2 separate regions of the Gossypium hirsutum genome follow, and region 2 is linked to region 1. Evidence: chromatin contacts called from public Hi-C data. All regions are on one chromosome and are shown on one strand. Each heading gives the region's core, a stretch centred on a gene start, on an enhancer-like site or on the middle of the called end of the contact. The rest is flanking DNA. Distances are from core to core; before and after follow the strand shown. Region 1 has its middle 48 kb from the start of LOC107951736. Region 2 holds the start of LOC107951736 (homeobox-leucine zipper protein ATHB-6).

Region 1 (7,015 bases), core at 3,601-6,100:
AAACATGACGTGACCACTCTTGGATTCACTAGCTCAATTTCTTCTAATCCAATTTTTGGGATATGACAATGAAATAGTGACGTCACATCATCTATTCTCTTTTTCAATAGATTAATGCCACATCCTGAATTTAAGCATTTTCATTGTGAAATAAAAATCCAAATGAAAATATTAAAATTTAAGATGAAATTACTGATCTTACATTAAACAATAGAAAAAAACTAATATCCCTATTTTATATAATATTCTTGACCATTTTACCAATAAAGGCCCATTTCTAACTTTATTTATAGAAATGGGCTACTTTTTTTATTATTTACTGGAATGGGCCGAAAACATCAAAACGCATCCACGTAGGAGCGTTTTAGGGGGAAATTCCAACAAAACGCATCCATGAGGGAGCGATTTTGCCACTTTAGCAAAGTGCGTCCACATCAACTCGTTTTGTGCTTACATGGAAAAATCGCTCCCTCAAGGACATGTTTTAGCCCGTGTTTTTTACCCCTAACGGTCATTTAAAATTTTGATCGTTGGGTTCCAACGGTTAAAAATATATATATAAAACCCCCTTATATTTTTTCACACAAACATTTCTTCCAAGATTCTCAAAAGAGCTCTCAAATTTCTCCTTAAATTTATCAAAGCTCTCTTTAATTAATTATTTCCTTTAATTTTTTTCTAAACTAGTATTATTTTTTTATAATTTCAAAAATATTTGATCGTGATAGGGGAATTGATTCGTCTCGATCATAAACATATCTCCGTCAAACAAATGAAAATGGTAAGGGTTAATTTCAAATTTTGAATATTATTTAATATTTTTTCCATTTATGTAATTTTAATTAATTTTTATTTTATAATATTTTATAATAGCCTGTGAATCAGGTGTTATAATGTTATATTCGTAGTATGTCTGATCCTCTATCACCATCAGTAGAAAATTACTTGAGGGAAGCGGGTTTTTCGCACGTGGCTAATATAAGCCGGGGTGCAAGTTGGACCCCAAACTCATCAGCGCAGTCATGAAGAGATGGAGACCCGAGATGCACTTCCATGTGGAGAGTGTACCATCACTTTGGAGGACGTGCAGTTACAATTGGGATTACCGGTGGATGGGTTCGTACTCACCAGGTCCGTTCAATCTGCTGATTGGGGAGCCATAGGCTACGATCTTTTGGGTGCGATTCTGGATAATATTAATGGAGGTCAGATCGAGATAGGCTAGTTACAAAACATATTCTCGAAGCCGAGGAATAATTCGACTGAAGTAGAAAGAATACGATATGCTCGGACATACATCCTTGAGATCATTGGAGGTTATCTGATGTGAGACTTGTCACGAAACCTCATACATCTGAGGTGACTGTTGAAACTTGTTGATTTTAAAGCAGCTGGTGAACTTAGTTGGGGGTTTGTCGTGTTGGCAACATTGTACAGGGAGATATGCAAGGCAACGAAACCAAATAAATCCAAAATCAAAGGTTGCATATCACTACTACAATCATGGGCTCGGTTTCGCTTTCTATTTTTACGTCATTGAGTGAACAACCCATATACTTTCTCACTCATAACGAGGTAAAATTTATATTAGATTTTAAAATTATTACATAGATTTAAAATATAATTTTATGCTAAAAATTTATTTAATTAGGTGGAACCATTCGGCGAGTTATGTTGGAATACCTACCACTCCTGAAGATATATGGCTTCTATTAGACCAACGATCGGAAGCGCATGTAAGTATTAAATAATATATATACATAACATAGTCGTTTCATATTTAGTATTTAGTATTATGTATATAACTAATATTTTTATCACATTCATATAGTTTTAATTGACACCAAACGAGGATCCGGTAATTCGGGCAGTAATTCCAGATGAATTCTTTCAAAATCCAAACATTTGGCATGTTAAGGTCCTATTGGTCAATTATGCTAAGGTCAAGATACACTAGACGGATAGAGTGTTGTAGCAATTTCGATTTCGAAAATTGATTCTTGTGACACCTGAGGTGCTCGATGATGAGCACAAAATTGACTTACGGCAATCGAATACGCATTGGCTAGTATTCTTCTTAGAATATATCAAAATTTGGGAAAACTGGTATGATCATATACCTACTCGCGAACGAATTATCGTTCTAGAGTTAGTGTACACGCCAGATTACATGCCATGGTTTAGAATCCATGGCAAGCCATATTTGCTCTCGGAAGAGCAGAGGCGTCTGCAAATCCATGTTGAAAGGGAACGATAAGGCCTTTTAAATCCAAGGAGAAGGGATGACGGCACGGGACCATCAATAGCACCAACACAATCACTGGGTCCAACGCCTCAAGCGACGACGCCCACACCACAACCCCTTCAAATTATGGCAAGTGCATATCCTAACCCTTATATGTATCCTAACCTTTATATGTTTCCTTTTCCTAGTCCTATGCCAAGTTGGAATGCATGGCCCGGTGCATCTCCTTTTCCGATGACTCTGACTCAACCGACGATATATAGGCCATTGTCGTAGGAGGGATTGCACGAGGCGCCGTTGGAGAGCTCATCTCATTTCTAATCCCCATCGCCTTATGGGATTCAAACACCTCTGCCGTAGGTAATGCAAACACATTTGCATTCTTTATTCTATCAAGGTGAGTCATTCTCCCAACACCAACACTCACAACCAGAACAACCACAACCCCTGCCAAAAGCTAAACCAATAAGGAATCCAGCGCGTAACCATCGACCACCCCCATGTGGCACTGATTCCGACCAACACATACATTGATTTTTTTAAATATATTTGTACAAACTGTTTTTATATTGTTTCATTTAATAAAACCTAATTTATTTATTTATTTAAAACCTTTAAAACCTAATTTAATTATTTTTAAAAAAATTCTAAACCCTAATTTGTTTTTTTAAAATTCTTAAACCCTAAATAAATAAAACCTTAAATTATTTTAACAAAACACTAACATTACAACATTAAAACCCTAAATCCACAAACCCTAGGCACTAAACATGCAAACAGTCCTAACCTTAGAAAAACAAGGGCTAAAATGCATCCCTGATGGAGCGATTTTGCCATGTCAGCCAAACGCGTCCATGTTAACGTGTTTTGTGTTGACATGGCAAAATCGCTCCCTTAGGGACGTGTTTTGCTAGAATTTCCCCCTAAAATGCACCTACGTGGACGCGTTTTGATGTCTTCGGACCATTCCGATAAATAATGAAAAAGGTGGCCTATGTCTGTAAATGAAGTTAGAAATGAGCCTTTATTGATAAAATGGTCAATATTCTTCATTTTTTATATTCCCTTCTGTTGAATTTGTAAACAAAAAATATGTAGAGTAGATGAGTTGTCACCAATCAAACGGCTTACAGCTCCGAAGAAAGAAAAAAGAAACAAGGTTTAGTAATATAAATTTACTTTACTACTAGTATATGATAAAGACATTCCTATCAATCTCGCCTAGTCCAGCTTTGCTGCAAATTTTTACGTGGATAGTGACCCATTGATGAAAACGACGTTGCTTTGATGCAAATAAAGCAAAAGGGACCCACATCACATGCCTTCAACCAATACCTGCATTTCATAAAGGTGCTATGAACAAAATGGGACCCATTTCAACACAATACCAACATGTAGGAGGGGAGGGGACCCTAATTTTTTTCCTTTTTTTTTTCTACTAGATTTTATTACAATTTAATTTTATATTACAAAATGGGTTTAAATTTTGTAATAATAATGGTTGCAAATGCAATTGTTTTCTGTCCCCCACGATGTACATTGCCAAATGGTGTAAGAATCTCTAAAATATAATAAGAGTATTTATTTATTTCACTTTTTTATTTTACAAAAAAGTTATATTAATTTTTCATTTAAATTTCTTTTATTTTTTTAATATTTAAATTTGTGTTATTTGTCAAACTACTTTAAGATGAGTTAAAAAGCTAATATTTATTAACTGTAAGATGCCATATCGACAATTAATTAATTTTATAAATTTTAAAAAAAAATTAAAATATATATAAATTAATTTTTTTAAAAATTAAAAGTGTTAAAAGTATCAAAATTTTATCAAATTTATAAAAAAAATATTTGTGTAATATTTTTAATTGTTAAAAAATTAGTTAATTGCTAATGTGACATACACATGGGTTGCCACATAGTAAAGTTAACAAATATTAACTTTTTTATCTGTTTTTGGATAATTTGATAAATAATATAAGTTTAAAAGCTAAAAATTTTAAATAATTTTTTGGTAGAAAATAATAGTAAATTGTTATTACATCAAACAACACTTAAGCTTGTGAAGGGCTGTTACAATTAGCTAAAAACAACCATTGAACAGATAATGACAGTTCATTAAATACATAAACTCATAAAACTAAGATTCACACACTTAGCTATATGATCTTTATGTGCCATTAGAATATGACAAACACGTACCTTCCAACTTATGCCTAAAAGACAATATACCGAACATAGTTTAACCATCAAACTATTAACAACTCCACCTACCTATAGAGATTTCACTAGAAAAATATTGTCGCATTCCTACTTAATTTATCTTAACTCTTTTTTCCAAATTAAGAGAAGATATTTTAAAATAGCTCTGGCTTCAATTTTGAAAGACATTTCCTTACCACCATACAAAAACTACATATCCAATTAAAATAATTTTTTAAAATTAGAAAAATAAGTAATTATGTTAATACAATAATATTAATACATAGTACACATAATAAAAATGTAACCAGTAGAAAGTTAACAGGTCATGATGTGAGAAACCAGTACAGTAGTGCGCCCACAGTCTAGTCTAGTGGGACAGTAAGGACTAGCTCTATAGCTGCCATTTTATTTTATTTTATTTTTATTTATTATTTAAAATTGCTAGCTCTGCACGTAAATTCTGCACTACCTTACCTTTGTTTGCTACGAGACAAAGGTGAACCTACCAAATGCTTCCCATCCCATGGAGTTGAAAAATAAATTAAATAAATATGCCATTGTATTTGGATCAATGGTTTAATATTACCTATTTTTATTTTAATTGTGTTGAAATTTTAGAAAATGGAAATATTATAGTACATGAACATGGATATGACCTTTCAACTTTTGGATTTGGGCTTTACCACTATTATATAGGGGTTTTATGATTCTGTCCTACCTTAGCTTAATCATCATTTGGGGGATCTTTTAGGGTTCAGCTGCTAGTTTTATTCCAGAATGGCCAAGCTACCATATTATTAATACGTATGTTATGAAAAGAAAAAGTTTAACTTTAAATATAGCATGATTAAAAAATAAATAATATTATAAGTCTTAACTCAGCTGATATTGATATTATTGTTAATATAAGAATACGAGGGTTCGAGTGCACTAAAGTACATTATTCTCGTATTTAAGGGTTGATGAGGGATTATAAATAGTTTTAAGTATTGTATCGAAAAACAAAGACTAAAAATCATGATGTTACACTTGCTAATATTGGAGGTTCATAATTGTCTCTCGTAACAATATCATCTCTAAAATTTAAACTTATGTGTTCTATTTAATAATGCAACATCCCTTACCACTACATCCAATATTTTTTATTTTCTTGCTTTATTGGAAAGTTAGCCATATATGTCACCATACAATTTTTATGATTTGAATTATTTGATAAATAGGGTTGGAACTAAAAAGGGTGTTGACAGGGGATCTCAGCTCTCTTAAAATAAAAAATTTTACTTTTAGTCATTTTTTTAATTTAAAAAATCTTAAATTAATATATGATAAAATTATATTTTTTATTATCGTAAAGATATATAATTTAATTTTAGTATAGATCTCAACTAAATTTGTGATAGTTGTTAATATTGTTTTGTGATTGAAAGAAATGTGAGATATTGGCATAGGTAATAGGAAAGGAGTAACTTTGTGTGACGCTAAACTCAAATGTAAACATGGGAAGGCAGAAGGACAGACATGGTGGTTCTGAGAAAAACACCAAGCAATTACCTCACCCTATCCATGTGACACCTTCACAATAGCCTTACTGTTGGCCTTTCACTCACTATTTTACTACCAATTCAAATTAAATACTAGGTAGTACACTACAAAAGCAAACAAAAGTATAAAAGCTACATTTTTTATTCATAATAAAAAATAAAAAAAAAAAAGAAGAAAAGATGGTTTGCTTTTGGGTGGGGGAGGGATGAAATGGGTACGTGGCAGAATCAATTGATTGGTGGTTGTAGTGGATATTTGTTTTTTAGCTTTTTATAATATTTACAACCTTTATTGTGCTGCTTTTATTTATTTATTTCATTTGGTAAAAAGATGAAACAAGAAAATGGATTTTTGTTGAAGAAAAATGGTATTAAGTTTTGGGTGGGAAGGCAACTAAAAGAGAAGGATGCGGCTCCCAAGTCCCAACGGACACGTATATTTTGGGATCCAATCATGTGGCGCTGCTTTTTATGGATACTTTTTTCTTTTTTATTGTTATAGGATGAGATTTGAATTTATGTTATTTAAGTGTGATATAGAAGTTAAATATCAAGTCGGATTAGTGGATTATTTCCAAATTTAGTTCATCTATCAATTCTATCCCAACTATTAAATCAGTTTTGATGTGACTTGTTCGCCCAAAACTACTTTAACTTATAAAAATCCGTAAATTTCTAATTTTTAAACCAGTTAAACTAGAAATTCACGATTCAATTCTGAAAACATTGGACGAAAGCTTTGGTTAAATTTGTAAAAAATTTTGTTCACCATTAGAATTTGGTCATATAAAATCACAAAATCATTCTTGTAGATAAAGTTTAAAAATTTTATCTTTTCAACTGATTGAGTCTTTAGCTCGATATTGTTGCCAATATAGGAGGATATGGGCTTGAATATGCTAAAACGTATTATCCTCCTATTTAAGAATTGAGAAGGAATTATAAGTAATTCGAAACATTATATAAAAAAATAGATATGATAAAAACTAAAATCTTTCATTAAACAAAAATAATAATATAAGAT
Region 2 (6,629 bases), core at 1,944-4,443, 47 kb after region 1:
ATTATAAAGTTCATAAATATAATAAGTTCAATTAATCAATATGAGTTATAAAAAGAAATTAATTGATTTATCGTGAGTTACTAAATTCAAGTAATCAATTTATAAGTTTATGATATTCTAAATTCATAGTAAAATATTTAATTAGAGAACTTAATAGTTTATTGAATTGATATTTTTAATTTCACTCATTGAAGATCATTTCATTTAATAAAATATGATTAATAGATTTCCTGACGTGAAATTTAATTATTTTAATGAAATAATATTAAATAATGATTAATAGACTTACACATATGAAATAGTTATACTTTTAGTTAAAATTTTAGACCATATGATGTTATAAATAAACGAATTTAATAAAAAATATAATTCATAACTATGAATATTAGAGTTGTAAGTGAAATTTTATTACAAAGGTTAAAATAAAATATTTTTTTATTTTCTTCAACAGAAAAGAAAATAAAAAAAAAATCATCTAAAATTAAATCTAGCAGAACGATACTTTTGTCAAAACAAGCACTCCTTTTCATGTAAAGCAAATATTCCGCAACATTAGAATTTTGGGTAAAACCAATCACTTTAACCAATTCCCCCCTCCCCCCCTCCCTTTCCGTCCCCCCGGTAGGATGATTGTTTTTTTCCAAATAGACATTCGTTTCTTTAAAAAAAAATGCGTTTTTCTCCTATTAATGTGAAATTAAGTATTATTATAATACTATAACATAAAATAAAAAATAAATTAAACACGTTACACCATTCATCCAATAGAGTATTTAGTTTCTATATATTTATCCTTCAAAAATTTATTCACTCTTTTTTTAAATTCAAAAACTTTAATTCTAAATTCAATTGATAACACTGATTAAATTTAAATATGTTACTAATTTAATAAAAAATTATTAATAGTGGTATAAGCTCAACTTTTAGTTTTCAAATAAGATAACTAGATTGATTAAAATGAATTAAATTTTAAAAGTTCAAAAGGCACAAGGACTCAGAGCAGATTTAAACAAAAAAAAAATGAAAATGCTAGGAAAAACCACAACTATGTTTTTTGACTACCAGGTGAATATCATGTCTTAAAAGATCCCTCCATTTTCTGGGTTCTGCACAAAGAAACTAAGAAAGAAAAAGAAATAGAAAAGATTAAAAAAGAGAAGCTAAGGAACAATGATGATTAATGTTCATTATTAATAATAATATTATTATTATGGGTTCAGCTTCTCTCCATTAAAGGAAGTTTCACTTTCCACCAATGGATTATGGAGAATTTTCCATTTACAGCAGAAGAGATAAATTAAAAGGTCCCAATTACGATCTAATCATTCCCGCACGCCCCTTCTTTTTGGTGTTTGTCACCTTTTGCCCCCATCCCACGTGAACCCCCCCCCCTCTTCTTCTTCTTCTCCATATTCCCTTCTTTTCTTTTCTGCATTATTGACTTCCATCACAGGCTGAAGATCATGGTATTGGGTACTAGTTTTTAACTTCTTACATAATTCCCATCTTACAAAAATCTTGGAGCTTCATTTTAGTTCCATTGTTCAGGAGAATACCAATGAAGACTTGGAGCTTGTTCATCTGAAAAGAAATTACAAGCTTCATCTGCAGTGAAGAAATTATGTTCTTCCATCTTCACGTACTGGTGGGGTTGATAGCTTGTTTTTGTGAAATTGAAGCAATCCATGGAGGATGTTGGTGACGAAGAAGATGATATCAAAAGGTGGTGTTGGCTGTCTAGCTCTAACACCCCAGATGATGAAAAAGCTGCGTTGTTAGGGCTATTGTCCTTGTTGGTTTTGGTGTTGATGATGATGTCTTCATTTAAGATAGCACTGGAATCACTGTCCGATGATCCATCTTTCATGTCTGGAAAAAGGGTTGCACCAACAACAACTGATCCATAGTTGAGATCTGCAGCTGGTTCACTTTGTTCAAGTGTTTTGTTATCAGTATTTTCAGATATAATCACTTCTTCTTTCACTGAAACATTGCTCTCTGTCTCAGTGCTTTCTCCACTTTGCTTTGCCTGCAACTCTCTTATCTGCAACAAATCATTCCATGTTCAAACAAGATGTAGGAAAATTGAACACTTTGGGTTATTAATTATTAATTATTACCTCTTTGAGAAGAGCTTCATTGTCATGTTGTAGGGCTTCATAATTGGCCTTAAGAGTTTCATAACTGGTTTTAAGAAGGCCATAATCCCTTTCCAATTGCTTGGTCTTCCACCTAGCACGTCGGTTTTGGAACCAGACAGCTACTTGTCTTGGTTGCAAACCAAGCTCTTGAGCCAACTTCACTTTCCTTTCAGGTTCAAGCTTGTTTTCAACCTCGAAATTCTTTTCCAAGGCCTTAACTTGATCTACACTTAATCTTCTCTTCTTCTCAGCAACATGACCTGATTCTTCTAAACACCCTTCTTCATCTAATCCATCTAACATCGACTGAAACTCCCTGCTGTAAACATGGTTGTTCCTAGGACTATGTTCATCTGCACCAAAACACAAGTCATTCATACCCCAGTCGTGGTTAGAGTAGATCCGAGAGAAATAAATAAAGTTTCAAAATTGGGATTTGTATTAAACCTGTTGTGGGACAGATAGACATCAAAGCACCCAAAGAATCTGAGCTGCCAAGTGACCTCTTCATAGTTGAATCAACCTTTAGGTAAATTTCAAACAGATTAAAAAGAAAAAGAAAAAAGAGAGAGAGCCTTAATTGTGTATTGTTTTGGGACAGAAGTTTTGTTTTTATACAAGATTTAAGAGATGCAAGATGGTTGTAGTATCACTTGTAAAAAGAGTAACACCCTTGTCTAAAACAAGACCAACTTGTACAAGATTGTAGAAATTTACAACTGCACAACAACAACCATTGCCCTCTCTCACTTTCCCCACCATTATATTTCTTCTGTTTCTTCAACACAGTTTCTTCACTTCTCTCAGTTCCCATCCAAAAACAAAACACAAAACCCAACAAGACAAAGCTTTCAAGAAAACCCAAAAAACATGTAATATGAACTCCCCACAATATGTTTTGTTTTTTGTGTTTACATCAGTACACAACCTCAAAATTAGAATATAGTTTGAGAGTGTTGAAATGGAAGAAGTGAAGAATAGATATTAGTAATTGAGTATTGAGAAAGGAGAAGAACCCAGCAGGGGTAATAACCAGTTCCCATCACTTTAAATAAAACAAAAGAGGGGTCACATTTGGGTTAGAATTTGACTGGGGTTAGGTACCCACAGTTGGCCAAAATGCAAATTAACATAAAATTCATTCCAAATGCACAATTTTGTTTTTCTTTACCGGTTATTGGCGTACCCGGTTTTTCGACCGTTTATTTTTTTTGGTGGGTAAAAAGTAAAAAAAAAAAAAAAACTACTACGAAATTGGAAAGCGGTGGTACGGCTCGGCTCCTATTACGGCTTGGCGCTGTTTATTTTTTTGAGCTTAAAAGATTTGGTTGGTGTCAGCGTATCATGGCCCTCTCTACTCGGGTCGGTGCGATTAATCGCCTATCTTTTTACCATTTTATTTTCATAAATAAATGATTAGTTCTCACTTATCATAAGATATTTCATAAAATTATAATTTCATGGAAAAACTTGTGTGTCTCTGAATTATTTTGAAACTCAAAACCTCTTTATTTCTAATTTTATTCCATTAATTGATTGATTCACAATGCTACTTTTTTTATTTTTATTTTCAAATTACACATTTTATGTAATATTTTATTAATGGTAAGGAATTCAAATCTATCTTTTATGAATTCTATCTTTACCCTAATTTATTAGAATTTTTTTCTCACAGCAGTTATTGGTCAACATGTGTATTTGAAGAAAAAATATTATATGAAATTGTGATTCTATGATCACAGTTTTATACGGTCTCTTCTTGTACTTGAAATGTTATTTTTTTTGTCAAATTATTGCATATAATTTATTAAATGGTTGGTTTTAACGAATTGTTGATTTCAAATTAATGATTTAATGGTGATTGGATTGATTTTTTAAATTTTTATAAAATATGAAAATCAAATTATAATATATTAAAATCGAAAGACTAACTCTTTGAATATATAAACAAAAAATACTTCATAATTTTATATATATTGAAATGAATTTAAATAAAGAATATTTCAGCCAAAAGAAAATTAGGGCACAAATATAAATGTCAATTTCTAGAGGACAAAGAAAAAGTACACAAAAACACTACAGGCCAAAAGAATTTTTTGGGACGGGGACTAAGTTAAAAGTTTTTTTTTTTTTTGAGTTAAATTGTTGCTTTCCTATTTTATTAGTTTATAAATTTATTTTTTAAAAGATTAAAAAATATTATTTTTAAAAGTTTGAAGTGTAATTTTATTATATATTAATTTATAAATTTATAAAATTTATAGGATGAAACATGTAATTATCCATTTTAGGAGTATTTATAATAAAATTGTTGATGCAAGAGAGTGATAGAAATGAATGATTCACCCTGCTTATTACTGAGCAGAGAGTTGTTGAGTAAGGTAGTTAAAATAAAAAGAGAGGGGAGATGAGGATGCTAGTGTCACGGGCCAGAGTTCAAAGCCCGTGACCATCAAACCAAATGCATCCGATGGAGGTCTATTACTTAGACGGGGATCATTTGGCCCACGTGAGCTGGCCCGATTCAAGGAACTGTTGGAAAAGCTTGTCAGATTAAAGTCTGGTTGGCCCAATCGGATTGGCCCGTTGCTTGAAGAGATTGAAGGTCCATCTACAAATATGGAAACATGATCTTAAAAGATATGATATTATAATCTTAGAGATCTTAGATATGATATGGAATCTTATAAGATATTATTTTATAAGATTAGAGATTTGATGGTAGGTACCCTTTAATCTCGTCCGTCAATGTAATTGTATCTTGACCGTCGGTTTTGGGGGAACTCAAGTATAAATAGAGAGCCTCCCCCTCATTTGTACTCACTCCATTCATTGTTTCATTATTCTTTGTGAATAAGAGAATAGAGAGCATTTACTCAAACACTTTGTGTGCGTCCCTTTCTGTTGTTCTTTATAAGCTTCTTTTGGCATAAGTTTGCTTCCGCTGTACGAGTTGGTGCCTTGGAGGAGTTCTTAAGGAATCCTCATTCGAGTAAAGGCTGACTTGGGCGAGTTTGGACGAGCGAATTGCCTAAGGCCGCACGGATTGCGAGACGAAAGGTCTAGCCCCGTGACACTAGAAGTAAGTTGGGAGGATAGGAGAGGCAAGTTGCTTAGTCTTATCCTTAAGCCTTATGCCTTATATACATGTCGTCCTTTATCTTAAGGTGCCACATGTTAAGCTATTATTGTAGGGTCAAAGGCAAATAGTCTGGTGTCATAGGTTTAGGGAAAGTGAGACTATGACATGCCTTGGATTACCTTAAATAGTTGTGATAGTTGATAACTCATGTGATAATTACTGAGTAAATTCATTTATTAGACAAGTTGTAAGTCTAAAGGTTCGTATGAAGGGTTTGTTGATATTACTGGTGAACTTGGTCACTTGAGCTATTGTACCTGGGTGTAAAATAAAAAAGAAATTAAAATGATATACAATATTTTTTAATTTACTTAAAAAATTAAATAAATTTGAGGGTTAATATTAAAAAAAGAGCTCATATATGCACGTGTAAAATACTTTTACTTGCATGGCTTTCAAAGGTAGAACCAAACCCGAAATTACACTTACGATATCTTTTGCACAATTAAACACATCATTATATACATTTTGTTGCTTACATCTTGGTTGAAATGTCATCTTCATTTGATAGAAATTCAATTAAAGTTTATATATATTGTTTTCCTTTTATATTTTCTATTGCAACTATTTTTAAAATCTAAATTGATTTTACATAATTTACAAGTAATATATATATATATATTCTTGTTCTTGGAAGCAAACAGTCAATATGTTTGTGCAACGTGTTTCTTGCCCACTTCCATTTAAGTCATCAATCTTATAGCTTAACTCTAAGCAGGAGATTCTCCAGAAGATTTTGGTCTCATTTTTTTCTTAATTAATTCATTTGAAATGTATGTCTTTTAAAATTTATATAATTTTATATTTAGATAATTTTTCATATATTAATAATTTATATTATCAAGATTTCATACCATATTTTTTTAAGGAAAATAGAGTTTTGAATTATAAAATTATGAGAGATTAAAAAATGTAATTTATATTACACAATTTTTTTATATTATTTGGATTGTTTTCATTTTTTTTTGGGTATAATTAACATATTTTTATGTCCTTTTTACTATTTATAACTATTAATTCTTTCGGAGTTTGTGATTTACTTTTATCAGTAGTCACTTTTTTTTGCTTTAGATTACATTTTAGTCACTTATGTTTGAAATGTTATGTTTTAATCACTTACGTTATCGTTTTGTTACAAAATAATCACTCTACGTTACTTCTGTAATGGCGGTCCTACATAGCAGTCTAAATGAGTTTTAAATGCTAACTTGGATATCCTATATGACAGTTTAAATTAAATTTATTTAATTAAAAACATAGTTTCATCCTAATTGGACATCCAAGTTGACATTTAAAACTCATTTAACGGCGTTAGGGATGTAATAGAGTTTAATTGTAGAATGACA

Evidence for each region. Hi-C and Micro-C count contacts between places; a contact is called where the count stands out from the background.
Region 2: a contact with region 1 is called in a Hi-C map of leaf, with 2.0 times the contacts expected there. The contact joins the promoter of LOC107951736 here to the enhancer-like site in region 1. A contact is called at or near these places in 8 of 34 Hi-C or Micro-C datasets (anther, callus, fibers and 2 more).

What each region holds. Positions count from the first base shown.
Region 1 is chrA02:97,836,826-97,843,840 of Gossypium_hirsutum_v2.1, forward strand. No RefSeq gene overlaps it. Among protein-coding and RNA genes, the nearest start is that of LOC107951736, 48 kb to the right of the region's middle. Within about 2 kb of position 4,851, at least 4 of the 9 cell types and tissues checked have an H3K27ac peak or open chromatin away from gene starts, as enhancers often do. A contact at or near this core is called in fibers and leaf, where this site is marked.
Region 2 is chrA02:97,885,625-97,892,253 of Gossypium_hirsutum_v2.1, forward strand. It overlaps LOC107951736 (homeobox-leucine zipper protein ATHB-6), which reads right to left and starts at 3,194. Exons shown (of 3, transcript XM_016886876.2): 1 at 2,589-3,194; 2 at 2,121-2,494; 3 at 1,162-2,044. The coding sequence starts at 2,652. The coding sequence ends at 1,532.